Regions from separate parts of the Mus musculus genome. Here region 1 is linked to region 2. A link is a contact called in public Micro-C data. All regions are on one chromosome and are shown on one strand. The core of a region is the stretch at or near the end of the contact, and the rest is flanking DNA. Distances in the headings are between cores, read along the strand shown. Region 1 holds the start of Phf21a (PHD finger protein 21A). Region 2 holds the start of Mdk (midkine).

Region 1 (6,799 bases), core at 1,952-4,451, 250 kb before region 2:
TGTTGCTTAGCTGAGCTAAGAGAACTTCAATAAGAAGAGAACTTCAAAAAGACCCTCAAAATTAAGTGATCCCCTTTAACTTGTTGTAGCACCTCCTGCTGGATAGTGCTAGAGATCTTCTTGTAAACAGAAGAGTGTTTCTGAAGCAGCTCCTTCCAGATAATTGAAGAGGAAAAAGGGTGGGCCATTGAAAACCAAAGGACACGGTGTCCCATCCATCACTTTTTATCCCTTTACAACAAGGTACGGCCCAGGCAGGTGTCTTCGCAATGTATTATTCTTCCAGCTCCATAAGGATTTGCGTGCGTCCAAAGTGTGACCACCATAAACCTTTGTGAGCTGTCCAAAAACTTAAGTTAAAAATGGCTCCAATAGTACATAAGGAAAAAAAAAAAAACTTTCTATAATAGGCAACCCAGCAATGTCAGTCAAAATGTACATATTGAGTTTCCAAAATCAAAAGTCTCAAGAAAGAGAAAAGCCCTGAAATAGTTTGAACATGTTAGTCAAATGTGTGTGTGGTGAGGATTTCCTGCACTGTTGCTACGTCCTTCCCTCAAGGATAGCTGTACACATATGAAGTGCTGAGTACTGAAATTCTTAATAAACATGAGCATTACCACATTCAAAAAATTCCTCTTTGCCACTAAAACATGCCCTGAGATTTTAAAATGTATTCTTAGACATTTAAAATGGCCCTCGGTAAGCTAATGTTAAGCTCACAACAGATTCCATATATAAGTGAAGACAGAAGAAAATAGCAAGGAACTTACCGAAATTAAAATAAGTAACAGTATTCCCAGGGAAAAATCAGTAATTCTTTCCTACAAGGCTGTAAACCAAGTAGATGGTAAAACTTTGAGGGGGTGGGGGGGGGCTAACCTTCAAAGACCAATAGAAATGCTGACCTATTTATTTCTACTGCCCAAATGTGAGCAAACATGAAATGTAAACAAGCATCATAAATACTTTTCTGAAAAGTGGCCCTCCACTTCTTAGCCTCAATATCAGCCTCCTGAGCAGGCCTGCCTTCAGTAAAACTACAGATGATGGTGACGGCCTCTCTAAAAGGTGATACCCACCCTCTCCGTGCCCCCAAAGAGCCACCAGAAAGAATGCCTGCCAAAAGGCTCCCTGGAGTACAGGACAACTTTAAAGAAAAAAGGGAGGAAAAACAACAACCAAAAACCTTCAACCAGCCCAAATGAATCTGATTCTAACACTCAGCTATCAATTATTAATAAATAAATGCCCTTCCCTCTCTAACTTCCTCAGCTCAAGACTCTACATTCCTGATTATCTACCATTAAGAAAAAGCATAACGAGCATCCCAGCCATGGGATAAAATCTTAGAAGTCCAAAAACACAGCCATAAAGTTCACTGTCAAGGCCAGTGCTGAGGCCCACACATGCCGAGACCTTAAAATCACATTTGTGATTCTAGAAATCCATACTCCCGGAAACATCATTTAAAAACAACACAATGTGGACGTGCAGAGGGAGATCCTCTACTTCAAGACCTAAACAAAGAATATTTCAACATATGACCGGAATATGATGACACCGAATTCACCCACGAAAACAAAACCTGTCTACCACTAGCCGTCGTACCCTCATCTCAACAACTCAACTACTTAGAAATCACTCCCGGCACATCTACACCCCACAATCGGCATGTGGCCTCCTCCCGGGGTGCAAGCCACAAGACAAAGTTGAAAGGAGACCTCTCTCGCCCGGTGCCCCAGTGTCCACATCAAACCCCTCCCCTGCCAGGGCCACCTTGCAGCTACCCACCATTGCGAGCGTGGTCAAGGGAGGAAGAGGAGGTAGGAAAAAAAAGAGAGCGAGCGAAGAGAGAGAGAGAAAGAAATCCTAACAGCACCGCTCAGCAGAATAAAGAGAGCAGAGAGAGGATGACGAGAAGTGTTGGGAACTGCGTGCACCGCGGGGCTGGACCAAACGGAAAGAGTCCCACTCCGCGCGCCCCTCCCCCCGCGGCCCGGGGGGGAGGGGCGGCCGCGGCCCCTCTCTGAGGGGCCTGCGAGTCCCCGGCCCGCGCGGGGTCCCGGGGCGGCCGGCCGGCGGCGACGGCGGGAGGGCCGCCCCAGGGTGAGGGGTGCAGGCGGACTCCTCGGAATAACAAGTTGCAGAAGAAGAAGAATAAGCGGAATTTCCCCAACGCTGCTCCGGCCACCCAAGACAAATGCACCAACACACACTCACTCACACACACTCGGGCCCGGCAGCGTCAGCAGCCGCAGCTTTTTTTTTTTTTTTTTAAACCAGATCTCTCAGTCACCAAACAAGATGGTTTTCCCAAAAAAATATTTTTTAAAATTAAATAACCATAATAAAAACTTCCCCCCGACAGCATCCCAGGGGGTGGGGGTGGGGAAGGGGCCCAGGCGGCCATCCCCTGGCCGCAGGCACTCGCGGGGGGCGGCCTCGGCCCGCGCCCCCCGCCCCTGCGGCCCCCCAGCCCGACCCCCCACGGGGACTCTGTGTCGCCCCCTCGCCGCCACCCCCGACGCGCCGCCCCTGTCACCCGCTCTGGCCCTGTACTCAGCGCCCAGGCTCCCGAGGCTGCTCATAAACTTACTTCCAATCTATCCTAGGGAGGGGTGGAGGGCAGAGGGGAGGAAGGGGGGAGACGAGGTATTCCCATTGTCTTTTTTTTTTTCCTGGAGGGGGGGGGGAGAGGAATAGGAAAAGGGCACGCAGGGGGGCGCCCCGAAGGGGAAGTTATTGCTGAAATCTCAAGTTGACTGAGGGGTCCTGACAAGAACACCCCCTTTCCCTCCTCCCTCCCACACACCCCTCCCCTCCCCCTACCTCCCCCCCACAACAAACTCCAAGCAAGCAGCCCCTGCTCCTTCCCAGAGACAAACACCAGAGACAAGACAGAGGGAGAGAGGGAGGGGGGGAAGGGGGAGGGAGGAGAAATAGAGCTACTCAAGAAAAAAAGAGAGAGAGAGAGAGAGAGAGAGAGAGTGAGGAAAAGAGAGAATGGAAAAAGCTGGGATACTGCACCCTCCTGCTGCTGGCTGGCTGTCCCCCCTGGCAGCTGGAGGCAGGAACTCTGAGCAGGAGAAGCAGGAGGAGGAGGAGGAGGGAACTCTTCTTCATGGGGAGGGAGGGAAGAGGCTGGAGCTGCCGCTGCTGCTTCTGCTGCTGCTGCTCTGGGCCTCTCGCACTTTTTAGATATTAGTGTGTTAAGATGGTAGGTTGTTCCCTTCTCCCTCCTCCTCCTCCTCTCCTCTCTCTCACTCACTCACACTCTCTCTCTTTCTCTCTCTCTCTCTCTCTCTCTCTCTCTGGGCTGTTTCTTTCCTCCTCTTCCCCAGGCAAGGGGGGGTGGGGAGGAGGGGGTGGGGGGGAGGAACTGGAGCCTCCTCCTCCTCCAGGAGAGACACACACAGGCCCCGGGCCGGAATGGGGAGGGAGGAATCAGAGCAGCAGGAGAGAAACTGTGGGAGACAAACAAGCCCAACTCTTCATCCTCCTCCTCCTCCTCTCAGCAGCAGCAGCGAGCACCACCAGCCCATTCACCACCCGGCCCCGGGCCGCAGCACCTCCGCCGCCTCAGCCCGGGGATCCCTCCGCCCAGGCCCAGACACACTCGCCCGCGCGGGAGCCCGCCGCGCGGCCCCGCCGGCCCGCCGCCGCCGCCGTGCGCGCCCCCGCCGCTCCCGAGAGCCGGGCGAGAGGGACTGGAGCTGGGGAAGCGGGGACGAGGGAAGAGCGGGCGGGCGGGCGGGGGGCCGGGCGGAGCTGGACCGCGACGGTCCCGGGCCGCCCCGCGCCCCTGCGTGCGAGCCCGTCGCTCGCGGGAGGCGCCGGGGACCCCCACGGGGGCACGGGGCGGCGGCGGGGGCCCGCGGCGGCGCTCGGGCGGGCGGACTACTTGACGTGTCGGTGCGGCGAATTTATTTCACTTTGCCTAAGGAACGGGGTGTGCTGCGGCACCCATTGCCTAGGGAAAAAACCCGGATGTAAAGTGAGTGAAACTAAACTAGAGTGAAGTAGGGCAGCAGCAGCCAAACTCCGGTGCAGCGGCGGCGGCGGCGCTGGGGCCGAGCGGCCGCCAAACTCCCGGCCCGCCGCCGCGTCGCAGCCCCGGCCAGGCCCGAGCCCCGGTCCCCTCCCGCCGTTGAGAGCTGCTGGGGGGCTCCCGAGCAACCCCAACTCCCTCCAGTGCAACAGCAGTTTGCAGGGGTGGGGGTGGAAAGGAGGCAGGAGCGAGGAGGAAGCACTGCAATGGGGGAGCGAGTGGTCCAGGCAACAGGAGAAGATGCAAGCTCAAGTCGAATGCAACATGCAATCCCCGGCCACCCCGCCCCCTTTGCAAATAACTACCCTTGAACCACTTTATTAGCCGTGCCGAGTCCCACTCTAGCTCCGGGGAGGGGCGGGGGACGGGGTCCTTCGCTCACCTTTATTTATTGCTGCTTTCTGCCCCCCTCTCCATGTTTTTTATTCCTAAGTTCTTTTGTTCTAAGGGGGATGATGGCATTTACTTTTCTGCTTTGTGTAGCAGGGCAATCACTGGGAATCGGCCACGTATAATCCGGCGGTTTGTCATATTTTATTAGTGAAAGTATTTTATGCCTAGTCCACCTCCAAGGACTGTAACATGGAGAACTGCAGGGGCGGGGGTTGGGGGGGACGACATCAGAAGAATTCTTGTTTTCAGAGATTTCTTGGCTGAGCGGGGAGGGCCTTTTTTTTTTTTTTTTAATCATTGAGGAGGTTCATTTAAATTATTAAATCGATAGTTTTCAACTTGAAGCTTAATGCTCTTGCACGGGTGAATTGTTGGGTTATAAAATAACCCCCAACCACAATTTTTTTTAAAAGTAAAAAAAAAAAAAAAATCTTAGCTCTTAAAAAAAAAAATCCCATCTGGACAGTGATCTCTGTTCTGAGCTGCACGCTGGACTTAACGTAGTGTTAGCCTTCCTATGTTAAATAACAATAAACCTCAACCTCAACGGAATACAAATGGGGGCTGGGGGTGGTTTTGTTTTTAAGGCTCAGCACTTTTGTAGCATCTGCCACTACGCATTTTCCAGGCATTGATTAACCATGCAACTCCCATAGGCATGAAGTCCAGTTTTTGCAGATAAAGAGCAACAGTAGTAAGATGATTTGCCCAAAGTCAAAGGGAGTCGCTGGCAAGACCAGGGAGAGCCTTAGACTTGATTTGTTACTAGTCACGTCTTTTCCATTAAATAATATTTTCTCCAGGAAATAGTATTTAAAAATAAGCGCACAGTCTTTATCTTACCAGAGGGGCTTTGAGATCACTGGATATGAAGAGGTTTTCTTCTGTGAACTGCAAATTTTAAATTTAGCTTCTCAAGAGAAGGCATTTTTTTTTAAATTCTGATTTCTTAAAAGTAAAAAAAGTGAACTTTATTTTCGTGTATAGGCCATTTAGTAGTAGTTTTAGGTTAAAAAGAATTCACAGCAGAAAGTGTAAGAGTTTGAGAGTAAAACCTGAAAGTCCCTATTAATGATTCAGGAAGCCTGGATGAACTCATACTATGAAATAGCTCAACCTGTACGGCAGTGAGGATAAATAACAGGAGGAGAGTTGGCGCTAAGATTTCAGCACTAGGGGTAACCGATGTATTTAAGATGGGCACGGGGCTCAAACTGTAGTAGTGCACCATTGTAACAGTAATCTAAGGTGTCATTTCAAATCATTCCAAGATGGCAACATTGTTTTTTTCCAGAGGAAAGTGGCCTTAGTGTTCTTTTTGGGAGGAAAAAAAAAGTGTGTATGCACTGGGAGGTTAGAGAGTAGTCATGTTCAACTTGGGTGTAGATGTGTAAGTCCTTACAGAGCAGATCAGCAAACATTTTCTGTAAAAGCCCAGATTGTAAATATCTTAGATTTTAAGTAGGTAAGCCAACCAACAATTTGTTACCTCTTGTTGCTCTAACAAAATCCTTTGCAGACTACATGTAAACAAGTGTGTCTGAATAAGTGTTCTAATAAAGTTTTATTTTACATATTGTCATTTTTAATTGCATATGCTTTTCACGCTATAAAATGTGTTTTGTTTTATTTTCAACTTTTAAAAAAAAATTCACTTCAGCTTTTTCAGCATGAAACCAAGTCCCGGGAGGATGAGGTGTAGCGGGAGGATAGGGTGTAAAACTGTCCTTTGCTCATGCCTCTTCGTGAGGGTTCAGGTTGATAGTCACTGAACATCCAGTATTTGTACGTACAGCCATTAGAAATCAGAATTGTGTCAGGGCTGTGGTGGCGCACACCTTTAATCCTAGCATTAGGGAGGCAGAGGCAGGTTGATTCCTGAGTTCGAGGCTAGCCTGGTATACAGAGTGAGTTCCAGGAGAGCCAGGGCTACACAGAGAAACTTTGTCTCGGAGGGGGGGCGGGGGAGGGGGGGGGAAGGGGACAGAAAAAGAAAAAAGAAATCAGGCCAGCCGGTGGTGGCGGTGGCTCACTACTTTAATCCCAGCACTTGGGAGGCAGAGGCAGGCAGATTAATGAGTTCAAGGCCGGCCTGGTCTACAGAGTGAGTTCCAGGACAGCCAGGGCTACACAGAGAAACCCTGTCTCAAAAAAAAAAAAGAAAGAAAGAAATCAGAATTGTAAAATACCAGATATTTACATTAATTTCTTTTTTCTTGGTGGTGGTTTGGATTCTGGGTTTGGGATTATAGTTGTTTTGGTTTTTGTTTTGTTTTTTGAGGTTTGTTTGTTTTGGTTTTCGAGACAGGGTTTCTCTGTATAGCCCTGGCTGTCCTGGAACTCACTCTGTAGACC
Region 2 (6,753 bases), core at 4,029-6,528:
GCAGCTGAGGATCCAGGTGAGCAGGGTCAGTATGCACGACTACGAGGCTCTACATTATGACAAGGAGCAGCTCAAGGAAGCCTGTGAGTGGCTGCAGGGCTGGGGCAGGGAGGGGCGAGCAGCTGCTGGGCTGCCTGGGACATGCAGCCATGCAGCAGGAACATGCAGCCAGTTGCTGGAGGGCCTCTCTGTCTTGTAGCTGTGCCTCTGGGCACTGTGGTGGTCCCCGGAGACAGTGACCTGGAGCTCTGCCGCGCCCACATTGAGAGACTGCAGCGGGTAACTAATGGGAGCAGGAGGAGGTGGGGCAGTGAGCTTCCCAGCCTAGCTGTGACCCACCACGACCTTTGCTTCTGTCTCAGCAGGAGCCCGATGGGGCTGGAGCCAAGTCCCCGATGTGCCACCAACTCTCCTCCAAGTGGTGTTTCCTGGATGGTGAGTCCGACATGAAGGGTCCTTTCTAGGTAGGGCTAGGCCGTCCTGCTGGTGGGGGAACCTGGGCTGATTTAACAGAAGAGCTGGGCTGGGATAAGGACAGACCTCATACTCAGCCTCATACTCTCTTCTATAGCCACCACTGCCAGCCGCTTCTACAGGATCGACAGAGCCCAGGTGAGCCCTGCAGGCCTTCGCCATCCACACACTCAGACCTCTGTGGGCAAGCCTCGGGGTTAGGGGCACAAGCCAGGCACGCTCACCACAGCCTATGGCTATAATATACTCACATGCCTGTGGCTGTGGATCACATGTCCCCACCCTCCAGGAATGCACAGGGATGGCGCCAACAGAAAAAGCTGGCATGCCAGAAAAGGCTTTCTAGGTGGGTGGAAGGGAGGGCCTGGAAGTGCATTGCTATCCAGGGAAACAGAAGAAAATAGCCGGGGCTAGATCACCTGTCTTGGCAGTGGGAGGTAGTTGTTGAGCTGGTGAATGCCACACATAGAGGCCAGGGAACCATGGAAAGCAATAATGGAAACTAAGGGGTGGGAAGAGGGGTAACCCACCTCCCTGCTGCCTCCCCTGGGAGTTCTTGGTCTGAGAGAGGCTTCTCTAGGTCTGCTGCCTTGCTTCTGGTCCCCAAACCGCCCCCCGCCACTGGAAACTAAGGGCCGTGTGCCCAGCACGGACGGACGGACGGACGGACCGACCTTCAGTTCTAACCCCCTCCCCGACAGGAGCACCTCAACTATGTGACGGAGATTGCCCAGGACGAGATTTACATCCTAGACCCAGAGCTTCTGGGAGCATCAGCCCGGCCTGACCTCCCCACCCCTACCTCCCCACTCCCTGCTTCCCCCTGCTCCCCTACACCCGGGTGAGTCCCAGAGCCCCAGAGCCCCCCAACCACCTCTCCCCTGGCTTTAAATCCTGTCTGCTGGCTGCAGGCATGGAATTTCCACCAGCAGGAGCACTTAGGAGCACCACACTCTGTCCCTCTGCTATCGTGCCCCCCACCAGCGGGAGCACCCCCCCATTCTACTGTCTCCAGGCCTGAAAGTGCAAGTCCAAACCGGCCACTCCCAGCTCAGAACACCCTCTCTTAGAAGCTCTTCCATTCTGCACCTCCTGGCCTCTCTAAGCCCAGCATTTCCCGTTTGTCACCACAGGGCCTCAGCCCGGGTTCCTTGGGGGGGTCCCAGGCCATCCTCTGGACTTTTGCCCTTATTGTCTCAGACACTCCCCACCTCCATCTTAGCTTGGCTTTTCCCTCTCAGAGGGATCTTTTCCAGGAATGCCACCTGCGGGTTGGAAAGTGTCCACCTCCGCTTGGTCACACTGCCCTGCTGTGTTTAGTGGCACTTCCAGATCCCTTGATCATTGGTTGGCTTGTGTCCGAGCTAGGACATGAACCCCATGAGGCCAGGGTCTCCATCTGTCTGCTCGCTCCCTACTTGTACCCTACAGTGTGTGATACACAGTAGGCATTCAGTACTCTGGAAAAAATGAAGGCCACCATGGTTGGTACCAGGGAAGGAGGCCAGCTGAGCTGAGCTGGGTCACATCTCACCCTGTTCTGTTCACAGGTCAATGCAGGGGGACACTGCACTGCCCCAAGGTGAGGCCTCTTCCCCTAAAGCCCTGCTGCTTTCCCTGGTCATATGTGGGAGGCTCAGTGGGGGGTCAGGGTTCACTATAGCTCACACGCATAGCCATTGAGTCCCGTGGGATCGCTTTCCTGCACAAGCCCAGCCTTTGACATACACGCCCCACATTGTTCACACATCAACCCATGTTCAGCCTCTGACCTCAGGGTTGATGGGCAGCTCTTCTGTGCAGGTGAAGAACTGATTGAAGCAGCCAAGAGGAATGACTGCTGCAAGGTACTACTAGTCAAAGCTTGGCCTTGCCTCTGGAGGCCCTCACCCAGGGAGGGATTGGGCCCTTGTCATCTGTCATCAGCTGGTCCTCTATGGTGCTGCCCTGTCTAGGTGGCTTCCGACTAGGGACTACTTAATACAGTTTGCCTGTCCCCTGTCCCTTGTACTTGGAAGGGGGTCGGTCTTAAAGGAACTATGGGCTCTCTGGCTTGGTTGGCTGTGCATTTGGGGGAGTCCCTCATTCATAGGATGACAAGACTTATGCCTCTAATGACTCCAAAAACACCCTCAGAAGCCAGGTGTGGGGGCGCACACGTTTAATCCAGCACTTAGGAGGCAGAAGCAGTAGGGTCCCTGTGAGTTTGAGGCTAACCTTGTCTACCTAGTTGAGGACAGTCAAGACTACAGAAAAAGACCAAAAAACCAAAGCCTCAGAAGTGCCTAAGGAGTAACTTAAGTGAGCCTGTGCCTGGGTCCATGCCTGTGAAGGGTGGGTGATCCAGCCCTGCTCTACCCTGCCCACTGCCCTTAGCTCCAGGAGCTACACCGAGCAGGAGGTGACCTCATGCACCGTGACCAGAAGAGCCGCACGCTCTTGCACCACGCGGTCAGCACTGGCAGTAAGGAAGTGGTCCGCTATCTGCTGGATCATGGTAAGCTGCGTTGCTGGGGCTGGGAGGGAGAAAGGGGGAGCCAGGCTCTTAGCATCCCCTTTCCTTTTATCTGCAGCACCTCCAGAGATCCTTGATGCTGTGGAGGAGAAGTGAGTATCTGAGACACAGGCCCCTGGTTCACCAGAAAACCACCTTCCTTCAGGTCTAACCATTTGGTCACCCAGAGCCCAAGAACCCTTTGTGGCTAGCACTGAGCACCCTTCCCCCTCTTGCCAAACTCCTGCCCTTTCTAATGGCTGTTGGGAGACTGCTGGGCAGGCCTAGAGAACTGCAAGTGTCTACAACCAGCCCCTGTTCCCCAGTGGGGAGACCTGTCTACACCAGGCAGCCGCCCTGGGTCAGCGCACCATCTGCCACTACATTGTGGAAGCCGGGGCCTCCCTCATGAAGACAGATCTGCAGGTGAGTTGCCTGGCAGAGCACAAACTCACCCTTTCCCAGACTTGGGGGCAGGGCTAGGGAATTTCAAGCTCTTCTGAGCCAACACAGTCCAGGCCCTGAGAAACCTGAGCCAGCAGGGGGAAAGCTTGTGACCTCTGAGGATACCCTCCCCCTCTGGCTCCGTAGAAGAACCCCTGCCCTTTCCTAAGGCCTTGGGGGCCCTTCCACCCTTTTCCAGGGCGACACTCCCCGGCAGCGCGCTGAGAAGGCTCAAGACACAGAGCTCGCTGCCTACCTGGAGAACAGACAGCATTACCAGATGATCCAGCGTGAGGACCAGGAGACAGCTGTGTAGTTAAGGGGACCATGGATCAACAAGGGACACTACCAGAGGACTCTCCTTGCCCATCTCACTGCCACATTCCTGTCAGATGGCTATGGGGGGACCCTGCCACAGGGAAGGAGCCCCGTGCCACCCCCTGAGAAGCTGTTCAGATCTAGGGCTGGACTCTAAGGAGCTGGACTCTCACCTGTCCCTGGTTTCATGGGGAACAGGAAACAGGCTGGGCTGGCTGGTTCCCTCCCTTCAGGGCAGCCTCCAGCTCACCACAGCAGATGGAAGGGCTGGACAGAGCTCAGCATCGATGTCAGGGAGGCCTGCACTCAGCAGGACTTTCAAAAGCCACCTGATCCTTTGGGCTCTCTGGAGGGTTCTGGGTACCTAACCCTCCTCTCTGATCCACCCACCCTGGGCATCCCAGAAACTCAAGAGCCTGCTGTATTCACTTGCCCGCTGCCCTGCTTGGCACCTACCCTGGTCTTCCTCCTCATGTATCCAGCCATTTCATTTCGGACTGTATGGCCTGGGGTGGGGGGTGGGGCTCCCACGGTGACTTGTTTACAGCTGGGTGTGACTCAGTAAAGTGAATTTTTTTTCCTTTCTTGTTTTCTTTTTTTCTTGTTGTGGGGGACTCACATGAGCAATGGTGTGTGCTGGGTAATCCTTGGGGTCGGGGAAATGGCCACCAACATCTCAGATCACTTCGGGAGATGGGTCTGCCCCGATCCTGACCTCTGCCTAGGGCCTTAGGCTCACAGCGCCTGGGGCGGAGCTGATTTTCCCGCTCCTGCAGGGATGATAACAATGAAAGTAAAAGAGGTGGGGCGGGGGCCAGGCTTGGGTTCTTTGGTCTTTTGGCCCTGTGCCCTGGAGCAGTCCCCTCCCCCTGGCTTGTACTGGGGGGGGGGGGGGGGATCTGCTTGAGGTGAGCCTGAGGCCCCAGGGTCAGGGGTGGGCGGTTATCACCTCCGGGGGAAGCCCGGTCTGGAACTTCTCAGACAGCTCTTGTCAGCGACAAGATTTACCAAACTCATTTCTATGTGCTTCCCCATCCCCCCCAACGCCCTTCCCTCCTCCTCCTCCCCCAAACCTGCACTAGAAAAAGGCTCTCGAGCCTTGCTCACCCGGAGCCATCTGAGGTCCCAGGTACCCAGCTCCCTGCCACATCAGAGACCCTTCTTGCACTCTGAGTGAACTGATTAAAAAAAAAAAAAAAAAAAAAAAACCAAGCCGGAGGTGAGCCGGGCCTCGAAGGGAAGGTTCGCGGGTGCGGTGGCCGCCCCGAGCCTGTGACACCAGGACATACTCCCGGGGCCCGCGGTGGGCAAGCGAAGTGGTGACCTGAGAGCTGACAGGCTGCGAGAGGGAAAAGTATAGACAGGCCTAGACCAGGGGAAGGGGAGGGGATAGAGAGCTGGGCCTGCTACGAGGGGACCTGAGCCAGAAGCGCACTGGTAAAACCGAACTCCAGGACCAGAGACCCAGAGATCAGAGGTGAGAGGCACAGACGCGGGAGTCCCGGCTCGGCGAGGGGCGGGAGTGGAGGCGGGGACTAGGGGGGTCTGGGGAGGTGCGGGTTTGGGGGGAGGGGGCGGGTCCTTCCACGGGATGGGGGGAGGGGCGGGGGCCCATGTGACCGGCTCAGACCGGTTCTGGAGACAAAAGGGGCCTTAGCGGCCTTAGCGGGACAGGCCGGAGCGGGAGGGAGCGAAGCATCGAGCAGTGAGCGAGTGAGCGCACGCAGTGGCTGTGGCCCCAGTCCCTTCAGGCGGCTGCTCTGCCACCAAGGGGGCTGAGGTGGGGGTGGGGGTACGCTGAGACATCGGTTCCAAGTCCTCCCTCCGTCTCCCCCTTGTCGGTCCGACGTTTTGGGCCTGGAAAGTGGGACAAGTCAGTCAAGGGTGGGAGGTCCTTCCCGCGGTTCCTAGCGGAGAAGAGACTAGGCGAGAAACTCTAACCCAGGTTTTACCCCTAGGATGCAGCACCGAGGCTTCTTCCTTCTCGCCCTTCTTGCCCTCTTGGTGGTCACGTCCGCGGTGGCCAAAAAAAAAGGTGATGGGATAGGATGGGCTCAGGAGTAAAAGCTGGGGTGGGCAGGTGAGGCAGGCCGTGTGACCAAGTGCTGGTCCGGCACGCCATGTCCTTAACTTTGTTCCTTGCGCCCTGTAGAGAAGGTGAAGAAGGGCAGCGAGTGTTCGGAGTGGACCTGGGGGCCCTGCACCCCCAGCAGCAAGGACTGCGGCATGGGCTTCCGCGAGGGTACCTGTGGGGCCCAGACCCAGCGCGTCCATTGCAAGGTGCCCTGCAACTGGAAGAAGGAATTTGGAGGTGAGGTGGCGCGCGGGAGGAGGGCGGGAAGCCAGAGGGTATGTCCTTATAAACCGGAGGCAGGGAGGACATCCACAACCCTCCTGTCTCTCACCGTGGGGCCACTCTCCCATCAGCCGACTGCAAATACAAGTTTGAGAGCTGGGGGGCGTGTGATGGGAGCACTGGCACCAAAGCCCGCCAAGGGACCCTGAAGAAGGCGCGGTACAATGCCCAGTGCCAGGAGACCATCCGCGTGACTAAGCCCTGCACCTCCAAGACCAAGTCAAAGACCAAAGGTCAGCGAATATGGTGGGGTTGTGGGCCAGGCTACTCCATGCTCTGTCTCTGCAGAGCAGTCTTAAAGTTAGGAATGGGCAGGCACTTGAGGGCCACTCTCAGGAGATGCTAAACCCTCTGCCCAAGTAGGAACTACTCTTTCTGTTGGATCATCCGACCTGGGTTCCTGGGAAAGGCTTGTCTTTGTCAACTGAGGAAGGTGGGGTGGGATCAGGGAGGAGTTAACTCTGCGCTTAAAACTATGGAAAGGCTGTCCCAAAGGTACATGCTGCTACCTGACTCCCAACAGCTATTGAGGCCAGCAGGGCAGAGGTGACTCTGCCCATTTCCCCGGTGAGGAACTTGGAGTACTCTGATCCTAGATGAAAATAGAAAGTTGAAAGTCAGGCTTGGTAGCTCGTGCCTGTAAAAAGCGGCACTTCAGGACTGAGGC

What was found. A called contact is a pair of places that touch in the nucleus more often than the background predicts.
Region 1: a contact with region 2 is called in a Micro-C map of embryonic stem cells, with 3 times the contacts expected there. The contact joins the promoter of Phf21a here to the promoter of Mdk in region 2. A contact is called at or near these places in 6 of 39 promoter capture datasets (cranial neural crest, hippocampal neurons, liver and 3 more), 11 of 484 Hi-C or Micro-C datasets (cerebellar granule neurons, cortical neurons, embryonic stem cells and 3 more), 4 of 115 datasets of contacts at active chromatin or transcription factors (bone marrow-derived macrophages, embryonic forebrain, memory CD8 T cells and 1 more) and 4 of 9 other capture datasets (adipose tissue, liver, macrophages and 1 more).

What each region holds. Positions count from the first base shown.
Region 1 is chr2:92,180,584-92,187,382 of GRCm38.p6, reverse strand. It overlaps Phf21a (PHD finger protein 21A), which reads right to left and starts at 3,201. Exons shown (of 19, transcript NM_001362829.1): 1 at 3,031-3,201.
Region 2 is chr2:91,930,384-91,937,136 of GRCm38.p6, reverse strand. Mdk (midkine) reads left to right here and starts at 5,278. Exons shown (of 5, transcript NM_001012336.2): 1 at 5,278-5,443; 2 at 5,689-5,765; 3 at 5,883-6,041; 4 at 6,158-6,319. The coding sequence starts at 5,690. It overlaps Dgkz (diacylglycerol kinase zeta), which reads left to right. Exons shown (of 32, transcript NM_001166597.1): 22 at 1-83; 23 at 200-279; 24 at 366-435; 25 at 572-612; 26 at 1,176-1,315; 27 at 2,025-2,056; 28 at 2,278-2,321; 29 at 2,851-2,971; 30 at 3,048-3,081; 31 at 3,295-3,394; 32 at 3,612-4,310. The coding sequence ends at 3,728. It overlaps Gm39876 (a long non-coding RNA gene), which reads right to left and starts at 4,920. Exons shown (of 2, transcript XR_866530.3): 1 at 4,838-4,920; 2 at 2,621-4,500.